Regions from separate parts of the Chanodichthys erythropterus genome. Here region 2 is linked to region 1. Evidence: chromatin contacts called from public Hi-C data. All regions are on one chromosome and are shown on one strand. Each heading gives the region's core, a stretch centred on a gene start, on an enhancer-like site or on the middle of the called end of the contact. The rest is flanking DNA. Distances are from core to core; before and after follow the strand shown.

Region 1 (4,871 bases), core at 1,775-4,274:
AAAACTGTTCATAACTTGTCATCTCTGAACTCTTTTTGTTGATCTTAGGTACCTTAAACCAGTTGTGGAGAAGGAGCCTGTCAAGAAGAATTCTCACTTCAGGATCGGGATGCAGACAGACATGGCTGCATTCTGTGCAGAAAGATAAGAGAGATTTTTGACTATTGCCTTAAACTTCCTTTACACCTGCTCATATATTATTCTAAGATGCACAATTTGGAAAAATGCCAGCATTATGGCCATCTTTTATATAGCCACATGACTCCGATGTTATTTTTTCTTGTTTTGTATCATGTAGAACTACTGTTGGCCTTTTTTGTGAAGATCTCACCTCTAGGCAGACACCACAGCCAGTCCTTGATCTTATCCAGATCGGTATGGTCTGGAAAATAGCCTCACAAGATAGCCCGTGTGGTCCGGAAAATAGCCAGCAGCAGTACTTTGTAAGTTTGAATTGCTAGAGCATGTTTTCTATGTATACATTAGTATGTGAAACATGACACTAGTGTTAAAGTCCCAAACTACAGATATATATATATATATATATATATATATATATATATATATATATATATACTACTAAAGGTTTTGTACTGTGTTTCATACAGCAGGTGCCCACAGCCAAAATCAATTAGTGTCATGTCCAGGGTGTCTGTGTTCACTTACAAGTTCTCCAGTTTGATGTCTCTATGGAGAACTCAGCATTTGTCAGCAGCCAAAATGTCCTGCAGCATCACATGCCGTGCAAACTCTTCATCGAGAAATGCCTCCACAGCTCTCCGAAAAGAGATTGTTGCAGGGGGCGCTGCAAGACCATAATATATAATATATATTTCCTCAAATTTTTGTCAGGCAGCCTGTCTATTAAAAAAATTGTTAGCAGTCTTTGATTAACATTAATATAAAATTGAAAACAGAGAATGAGAGGAGACATAGAGAGCAGTCTAATTACAATTTTAATGTATTCCATGTTTTTACACAAAAAATGTAATTAATATCATATCATTCAAGTTATTAATCCTCAGCAGACAAGTAAGTTTTTGTGGATATACATAGTTGGTACCCCTTTGCATCTAAAACAGCTTTCCAGAAGATTTTGTAGTGTTTCTGTGGGAATGTTTGCCCTTTCCTCCATTAGAGCATTTGTTAGCAGAGTGCTGGTGACTTTTACGCTTTATTATTCAAGTAGTTTCAATGACCTTGTTTTAATAGGCTAACTATATGGAATATTTGTACTAAATAAAAAACTCAAATAAATGTTACCATTACATCACCTAAAACATAAAATGTCCTTTATACTGTACATAAACATTTTACCCTAAAAAAAGTTTGATTGTGGGACTCTTATTTTGATTCTTCCTGTTGTACCTGTGTTCAAGCTCCTTCTGTTTAGTTCCTGTTTCCTTGGTTTCTAGTATGCCTTTGTTTTTGTAGTTACTGATTGAGTTCATTACTTATATTGTTTGTAAACAAACTTAAGACACTGTACAAATTATTTGAAAAGAGAAACTTACATTTGTTTTCATCAAAACATAAATGCTTTTAGAGAATGAAGCTTATATTTCCCTGAATTCCTGAACGAATGTTAAATAATCTTGCATAGGCTACAACAACGCTACTTTGTTTTTCAAAATAACATACAAAACCACTGCTTAAGAAAACTTAATAAATGAATTAATAAATTAAAGCATTTTTGTCTTAAAACTATTTAATTAGTGAGATGCAGTCAGTTTGGGTCCATGATAATACTATTTGTAGTCTATTATAATCTAATTGTAGTAGTTATGCTTATCTCTAATAATATTTTGTCTTGTACTTTACTGGGTTTCTCAGTTTTTTAATGCATATTATGTTTCTAACAGTCCTCAAAATACATACATTACATAGTCAAGTTACAATTTTCAATATATATTTTCCTCATCCTCGCTCTCTTTTTGGTTTATTGAAAAGGCTCACTGGACATTAGATGATTACTGGTTGCGTTTTTCTCTCATGGCCACATGAGGGCGGCAGACATCTTATGGTATCTGGACAGGGAAGCATAACCTGATTTTGCTGAGTTCAACATGTTCCTGGGTCAACATCTTTGTTGATCCTGGAGCAACATTCAAATCAACCAATCAGATTTGAGGGACAAGTTTACAGATTATGTCAAGTTTAGGCTTAAAATCATGAATTGGTGCTTCTACATCAGTGTTATTCATCTATCATTTCCCTCTGATTTTTGTGATAATTTATGGGTGGGGTTAAGTTTAGGGGTAGGAATAGAGTTAAGACTACATTTCTAGACTGGAATGTTGTTTCAGGATCAACAAAATATGTTCACCCAGGAACACATCTAATAACTCAGCAATATCAGGACGTGCAACAGGGTACAGTACAGGATCACAGTTCGATTGCCTGACTTACTGTAAAAACTAGAACAAGATAATATTGTCCTATGTGTTGGTATATGACAAATGACCATACATTATTATTTATTTTAATATTATTTTATATTATGCTCATTCTTAAAAATAAATGACATTAAATCATAGGATTTTATGGTTATGTAGGATTTGTTTTATAGTAAAATGAATGAGTTGGCTATGAAAACAAGGGAAACTCTTCCCACGAGTATGACATACTAAATAAATATAGCATATAAAACATCAGTGTAGCCCTACCTGCCATTCCATCACTGCAGAGATGAAAGTAATACTGCTTATTTAGATATAAGACTTTTCTCACTCTTTACACAAGAAAAATCCAACTGCTATACCAGAGTTTCAAGTTTCACAAATAAACTGAGCTCGTTGTTGAATATACGTTACCACACAGCAAATACAAAATATAAACCATTTTGTTTAATCACAGCTGACTACAACTTGGCTGCTGTCACAGCTTATTCAAAGACAACATAATCATCACCTATTATGTTTATTTAAAGAACATTTGAATAGTATTAAGTTCAATTTATACCTACGCGAATAGGGACTTTTATTTTGAAGAGGGAAACTTTTATTTTAAAGAACATTGACGTCCCTCACTTGCACGACCTCAGCAGTGTTGGTGATAGTGTCAACATGATTTTGGGAATCCATGAAATGCATGACTAAAGATTAACCTTATTAAGCAATCTGTCCAAATGACGATAAACGGACGGTTTCAGGAAACTCGATGAGGTTTGATCTATGCTGTTTTCTATTCCAGATTGCCAGTCAGTTGTCTTGTCTGATTTCTATGGTTGGTCTGAAATGAATTATGAACTGATGTGAACTAACGTAATTGGTTAGTAACAGAGATCAGCTGAATATACTATGATGGCATTTCTACATTGTCATAAGCTTTCAGAATTTTGTTTAATCTCTGTAATTATGTAGTGGCTAATACCAAATGACCACAATGTTATTATAGCAGGCTTACTGTAGTAACTATTAAAATGTTAGTCAGTTAAATTGACCAAAACTTGAAGTGACCAATCATTTCTCTTTAACTTATGCTGTATACATTTATCAGTAACTACAAACATTTGGTCCCAAACTAGCCTAATGAGTGACAGCGAGTTTGCGAGTCTGTTGTTTGCCATAATTGCATATTTTATATTTTATTGTTTGTTTATTGATAAAGAATAATAATAAAATAGTCATACAAATAAGTGTTTTAAACTATTTTCCATATTGGTTATGGTTACAATGTTACCTTGTAGAAAAGAAGCTCATATGATATAATTACTTAATTCCTTAGAGGTTAAACACCTCCTTTCAATAACCAATTATTTTATATATATATAAAAAAGACTTTCAAGCTCTATTTTGTACATTCTTTATGGAAATTATATTTTGCGTAGACTATGGTTAGTACCATGGTAAATTTAAATGAGGCTGTAATGTTCACCAATTGTGAGGTTTATGCTTGAAAGATATTCACATAAATATTCTTTGCTGTTTTGACAGAATAAGTTCTACTCAACAGAAAAAGGAAGATGGGTCTGACTACAGTTTCTCCTATTTTTCATCATGTTGCTGCTCTTTTTCCTATATACAGTACAATGGCTTTAAGACATTCCCTTTGTAAGCGTACTGTAAGCTATGCTTCCCTCTGCACCCTCCAACAGACGAGATCTGTTTCAGCAGAGACTGCCATAAGCCAACACATTTCAGACTTGACTGACAGGGAGAAAAGACTACTGACCAAGCTTTATGATGGACTTATCGGGGGTCAAAGGGCAGCTCTTGCTGAATCTATAACCCTTGTAGAAACCCAGCATCCGAGGAAGAAAGAGTTATCCCAGGTTCTGCTTCAAAGAGTGCTGGCATTCCGTCCGGAGCAGGAGAGACGCAATGGTGGAAAGCCAGTGGCCTTCAGAGTTGGTCAGTAAGGTGATGTGAACTATGGGAGTGAAACTGAACCGTGTTGCTGTTTGCATGAATGCCCTCAATCCTCAATCACCTGTCTGTACGTGTGACTTCAGGACTGTCTGGTCCCCCTGGTGCTGGAAAGTCTTCATTCATTGAGGTCATTGGGAAGATGCTGACAGGAAGAGGACATAAAGTGTCCGTTCTGGCTGTGGATCCTTCCTCATGCACAACTGGAGGTGAACAGACACTCAAATGTCCGAAACACACTTACCTGAAGATGATAGAGCCAATTTTATCTTGCTGATACATTCCATATATTAGCTTGTTTAATCTGCAAAAAATAAATTTAAATAAATAATTTTTATTTAAAAAAAAAAAAAAGTCTTATGGTCACCAAGGTGGCATTTATTTGATCAAAAATACTGTAGAACAGTTAAAAAAATAAAGTAATATTGTGAAACATTATTGCAATTTAAAATGTAAAAAACATTTTACTGTTTTAATATATTTTAAAATATAATTTATCAGCAG
Region 2 (4,871 bases), core at 867-3,366, 140 kb after region 1:
AACTGTGAAGAAAAAAGCTCATGAAATGCTTTCTGTATCTGTACCGCTTGGTTTTATTCAGTATCACTTAACAAGCCAAGCAATTCGCGCTTTTCCAGTAAAGTCAAGAATGTGCCATAGTGTGTGTGTGGGGGTGCGTATGTCAGCTCTTTGTCATATCATTCTGTATTTATTTACCACAGAATAGGCATGTATTGTGTGCTACTACTGGGAAATCTCTTAACTCGTTCGATTTTGTCTTAAATGAATGATTGCTTTGATAGAAAAACACATTAGATCACATTTTTCCCTCTTAACCCTCCTTTAGGATGTGAACTCAGACAACAAGGGGAAAAATACTCATTGAATATTCATTAACTTGTGCCTAGGTGTGTACACGGCTCTTAACCACACTTGTTTATGACTTAAGGACTTGTAGTGCTGACCTTAGTTTAACACGGCACCAGATACCAAATTAACCTCTAGCCTCCTCAGGGCTACCAATGCCCTGCTAACAAGCAAACTGTCTGGATGCGCCAGAAGTGCTTTATGATTCTGTCTCTCAGGTGCATGGCCTCTTCTGCCTGTGAACAAAAGACAGGTTTTTCTTCCCCATCTTTCTTTTTGGCTACTCAAGATATTATTTTCCCTATGTGTTTTAGTCACACCCCAGCTAACAGGGAATGTTCTCGGAAACATTTTACCAAGGTTTTCTCAAAGTTATGAATAGACATTCCTCCATTCTGGCCTTTAATAATGTTCTCAAAACGTTAGCACAAAAAATATGTTTCATGGAATGTTTTTTTTCTTTTCTTTTTTCAAACCTTTTAGTTGGAAGGGCATAATTTTTTTTGAAAAATGTTATTACTTGTTTCATGTTAAAACGGAATTTTCTCTTATATGTTCGCATAACCAAGGAAAATAAAAACCTTTTAAAAAACTGAACATTCAGAGAACATTTAGAAATAACGTATTTATAACGTAATGGGAATGTAAGCAAAACATTTGTTTACCAGGACCTCTGCTATCTCTACACAGTTGGCTTACAGTGTATACAGCCCTAAACAATATTTTCTTTTAAGCTTCTTGTTTTTACAGTATAATTGTGTGCATTATCTATCTATCTATCTATCTATCTATCTATCTATCTATCTATCTATCTATCTATCTATCTATCTATCTATCTATCTATCTATCTATCTATCTATCTATCTATCTATCTATCTATCTATCTATCTATCTATCTATCTGTCTGTCTATCTATCTAGATGTGTTAAAAACAACGCAACCTGTTATATCTTAACACACCTGTGTGTCTAGTTTAGGACAACATATTTTGTGTTACTTTTATCTCAACCATGTGTTAGTTCCTGTTCATTTTCTACACACTCTGTTATATTTACACAATTTTTGTCAATTAGGTACACAAAATGACACAAAACGTGTCTAAAAAAATAACACAAAAATGTGTTATTAATTAACATCGTTTTTGACAGTCTATCTATCTATCTATCTATCTATCTATCTATCTATCTATCTATCTATCTATCTATCTATCTATCTATCTATCTATCTATCTATCTATCTATCTATCTATCTATCTATCTGTCTGTCTATCTATCTAGATGTGTTAAAAACAACGCAACCTGTTATATCTTAACACACCTGTGTGTCTAGTTTAGGACAACATATTTTGTGTTACTTTTATCTCAACCATGTGTTAGTTCCTGTTCATTTTCTACACACTCTGTTATATTTACACAATTTTTGTCAATTAGGTACACAAAATGACACAAAACGTGTCTAAAAAAATAACACAAAAATGTGTTATTAATTAACATCGTTTTTGACAGTCTATCTATCTATCTATCTATCTATCTATCTATCTATCTATCTATCTATCTATCTATCTATCTATCTATCTATCTATCTATCTATCTATCTATCTATCTATCTATCTATCTATCTATCTATCTATCTATCTATCTATCTATCTATCTATCCATCCATCCATCTAATTTCCTAGACAACAAAAGCTAAGCTTCCCAGTCTTCACTGCCACCGTCGATTTGGCTCGTTTCCTCCCTACGTATTATTTATCAAAGGAGAAAATGCTTCCTCGGCGGCTTCCGTACGCTGGATTTTGATCGAAGCATCTGATTGGCTGCGCGGTGTAAACACCATGGAAATAGAATAAGCGCTTCAGTTCATTGGTCAAGAGTCAGTCAGTCAGTTGAAACGTGCGGCAAACGTTGTAAAACAAATAAGGTAAGTGAATGAATAGTTTATTTTCTTTAAATAAACATTTGTACTTGACCTTTGCGGGGGTATAAATGGATCTCATTACTGTAGCGCGTGACATGTATAATGTGTTGATTGTTCTCCACATTGGATTGTAATGCTAGCAGGCTAAGTTAGCCGCTCGTGCTAAATGTACACCGGTGATGTTCAGAACATGATAAACAGCCAAACCTCTGCACACTGCTGTGCTTTAAATCATTCGTTGACTGGTTCATTAAAAATGTGTTCAGTTTAGTCAGTAAGCGATAAACTAATGTTTCGAAGCTCTTCTTTTTACGGTGTTACACTCATCTTTGTTAACAGTGCAGGCAGCGTACAGTCTCTTGTATCTGTGATATTGTAATGTCAGGTACTAATTTATAATCTACATTTTTCTCTATATTTTCAGAGAAAATGAGTCTCCGGAAGCAGACACCAAGTGATTTCCTGAAGCAGATCATTGGGAGACCAGTGGTGGTGAAGCTGAACTCTGGTGTTGATTACAGAGGTACAAGTAGAAACATGTCTTTGTTTTATCAGAGTTATATTTCTTTAATCAAGGCTGTAGGTTTGGTTTCAAGTTAATGGGACCAGCGTGCAAGAAGGCAGGGGCTAACTCAGAGATAGTAAAAATACCTGGATTATGTTCATAATGTTGTAGATAATAAAATACACTTGTGTGCTGATAAATCTAGTAATATAGGGGAGAAGACGACATAATTACCTTATATCAGTGTAATTTCTTTATATATTTTCTGTTGCATCCTTTTTAAATATGACTGCTGACCTATCCTGTTCTTGATCCAAGGCTTTCATACTTTGGTAAAGTTGGTTTTATATTCGCACATTCGGACATCCGTATTCAATAGCCTTGTTAATGACACTACATTGGACATTCAGTGGACATTCACAGGTAAATATGCCATTAAAACAATACTTGCCTATTTTGATCGACTGTGAAAAATGTTGTAAGTTGACAATCGTTGGTTGTCAATATCATGTCGCTGGTTAAAATTTGCAAACATTAATTTATTGCACATTTATTGGAAAGTCTGAATTTATCAGAAGTCCGAATGTGCGAATATAAAACCAACTTTACCAAAGTGGCTTTCATTGTCTGAATTCTCCCTTTACTAGTTGTACAGTAGTTTAAACCTTTTTTACTCTAAGGCAATCTATTCTGTACCACAATATTCAAAGACCCCATGATTTTTGTTTCCAGTGATTTACTGGATATAATAAGGGTTTTTAAAAATATAAAAATTATTTTTTTTATTTCTACCTTATGGAATATATTAGATATTTTAGAGCGTGATATAACTAGAAAAAAATGTATATTTACTATAAAAATGCCCATGGAGTTATTACATTTTACTTCACATGATGTTTACAAGTTTAGAAATCACACTTTTAAAATTAGGCTACCTCATATGGGAACCCTGTTGAAGGGGTGAAATCTTATTTGTTTATTTAATGCTAAGCTTATTTTAAATAATTTAAATTCATCTTGAGCCCCCTTGGAAGCTTTCTGAGAACAACTGCTCTAGTAAGCGGTGGACCTGGTCATAAATTAAAGAAAAAAAGAAAGGAATGCTACTCTGTATAGCTGTCACAGACACTGCTTGACGTGTCCAAAATAAATCTTCCACTGTTACTGATATATATCCACTGAATAACAGATTCAGCTTTGATGTAAAAGATGGTAATGGTTTATGTAAAAATGTATGTTCATTTGACTACATTCAAGCTCATGACGTCTGGCACCTATGGAAAGAAATATTTCCCTCAAGCCACATCAACTCAGTTTAAATTTTTTCTAATCTGGAGCAGGTGTGTAAGTGCACCAAGTTCTGCCTGCGCCCCTGATCTTCTGCAAAAATTCTCCAAAAAGGCACATTTGAATGAAGTGACGTCATGTCTTGCCCACAGGAGTGCTGGCCTGCCTTGATGGCTACATGAATATCGCTGTGGAACAGACAGAGGAGTATGTCAATGGCCAGCTGAAGAACAAGTATGGAGATGCATTTCTCAGAGGAAACAATGGTACGTAATGTTTGTTTTCTAGTGTTAGTGCTGTTTCCTTATTTGTTTTCATAGTGTTTTCTGTTATTGAGAGCTACCTAAGCAGACCCAGTGTGTTCGTAACAGTAATGCAGTTTCCAAAGCTGTCTGTCTGTGTGCACGTTCTCAAAACTTTCACTTTTCTTTAGATGTTTTTTCATATAAATACCAAAGTTCATTTTGTTTTCTTTGTCCTCTAGTGTTATACATCAGCACCCAGAAGAGGAAGATGTGAAGCCATTTAACTTGTTTCTTTATTCATTGTTAAGTGAATTGTTTACTGTTGATATTCATAATCCTTTGTTAGCTGACAATAATGTCTAAGTTTATTTCATGTTTTGTAACACAAAATGTGGTGTCCTGCAGTGTGGTGCAGTAAATTGTTTGTTTTTCAACAACAGATTTTGTGTTTTCCTGATTTATCTGTTCTATGAATATTTAAATAGTGATAATTCAGTCATAAGGAATTGCTAATTAGCACTTTCAAGACTTGGAGGTTGTTCAAGGCACCTTTATCTACATATTTCATATTCACTGCTGCTTTAATATAC

Evidence for each region. Hi-C and Micro-C count contacts between places; a contact is called where the count stands out from the background.
Region 2: a Hi-C map of an unstated tissue shows a contact between it and region 1, with 5 times the contacts expected there. The contact joins the promoter of lsm6 here to the promoter of mmaa in region 1. A contact is called at or near these places in 2 of 2 Hi-C or Micro-C datasets (muscle and an unstated tissue).

Annotation. Positions count from the first base shown.
Region 1 is chr12:30,549,337-30,554,207 of ASM2448905v1, forward strand. mmaa (metabolism of cobalamin associated A) reads left to right here and starts at 3,025. Exons shown (of 7, transcript XM_067403373.1): 1 at 3,025-3,164; 2 at 3,936-4,352; 3 at 4,454-4,576. The coding sequence starts at 3,965. LOC137032338 (serine/threonine-protein kinase pim-3-like) reads left to right here. Exons shown (of 8, transcript XM_067404092.1): 8 at 49-148. The coding sequence ends at 148.
Region 2 is chr12:30,687,467-30,692,337 of ASM2448905v1, forward strand. It overlaps lsm6 (LSM6 homolog, U6 small nuclear RNA and mRNA degradation associated), which reads left to right and starts at 2,117. Exons shown (of 4, transcript XM_067403537.1): 1 at 2,117-2,247; 2 at 2,669-2,767; 3 at 4,189-4,302; 4 at 4,521-4,871. The coding sequence starts at 2,674. The coding sequence ends at 4,555.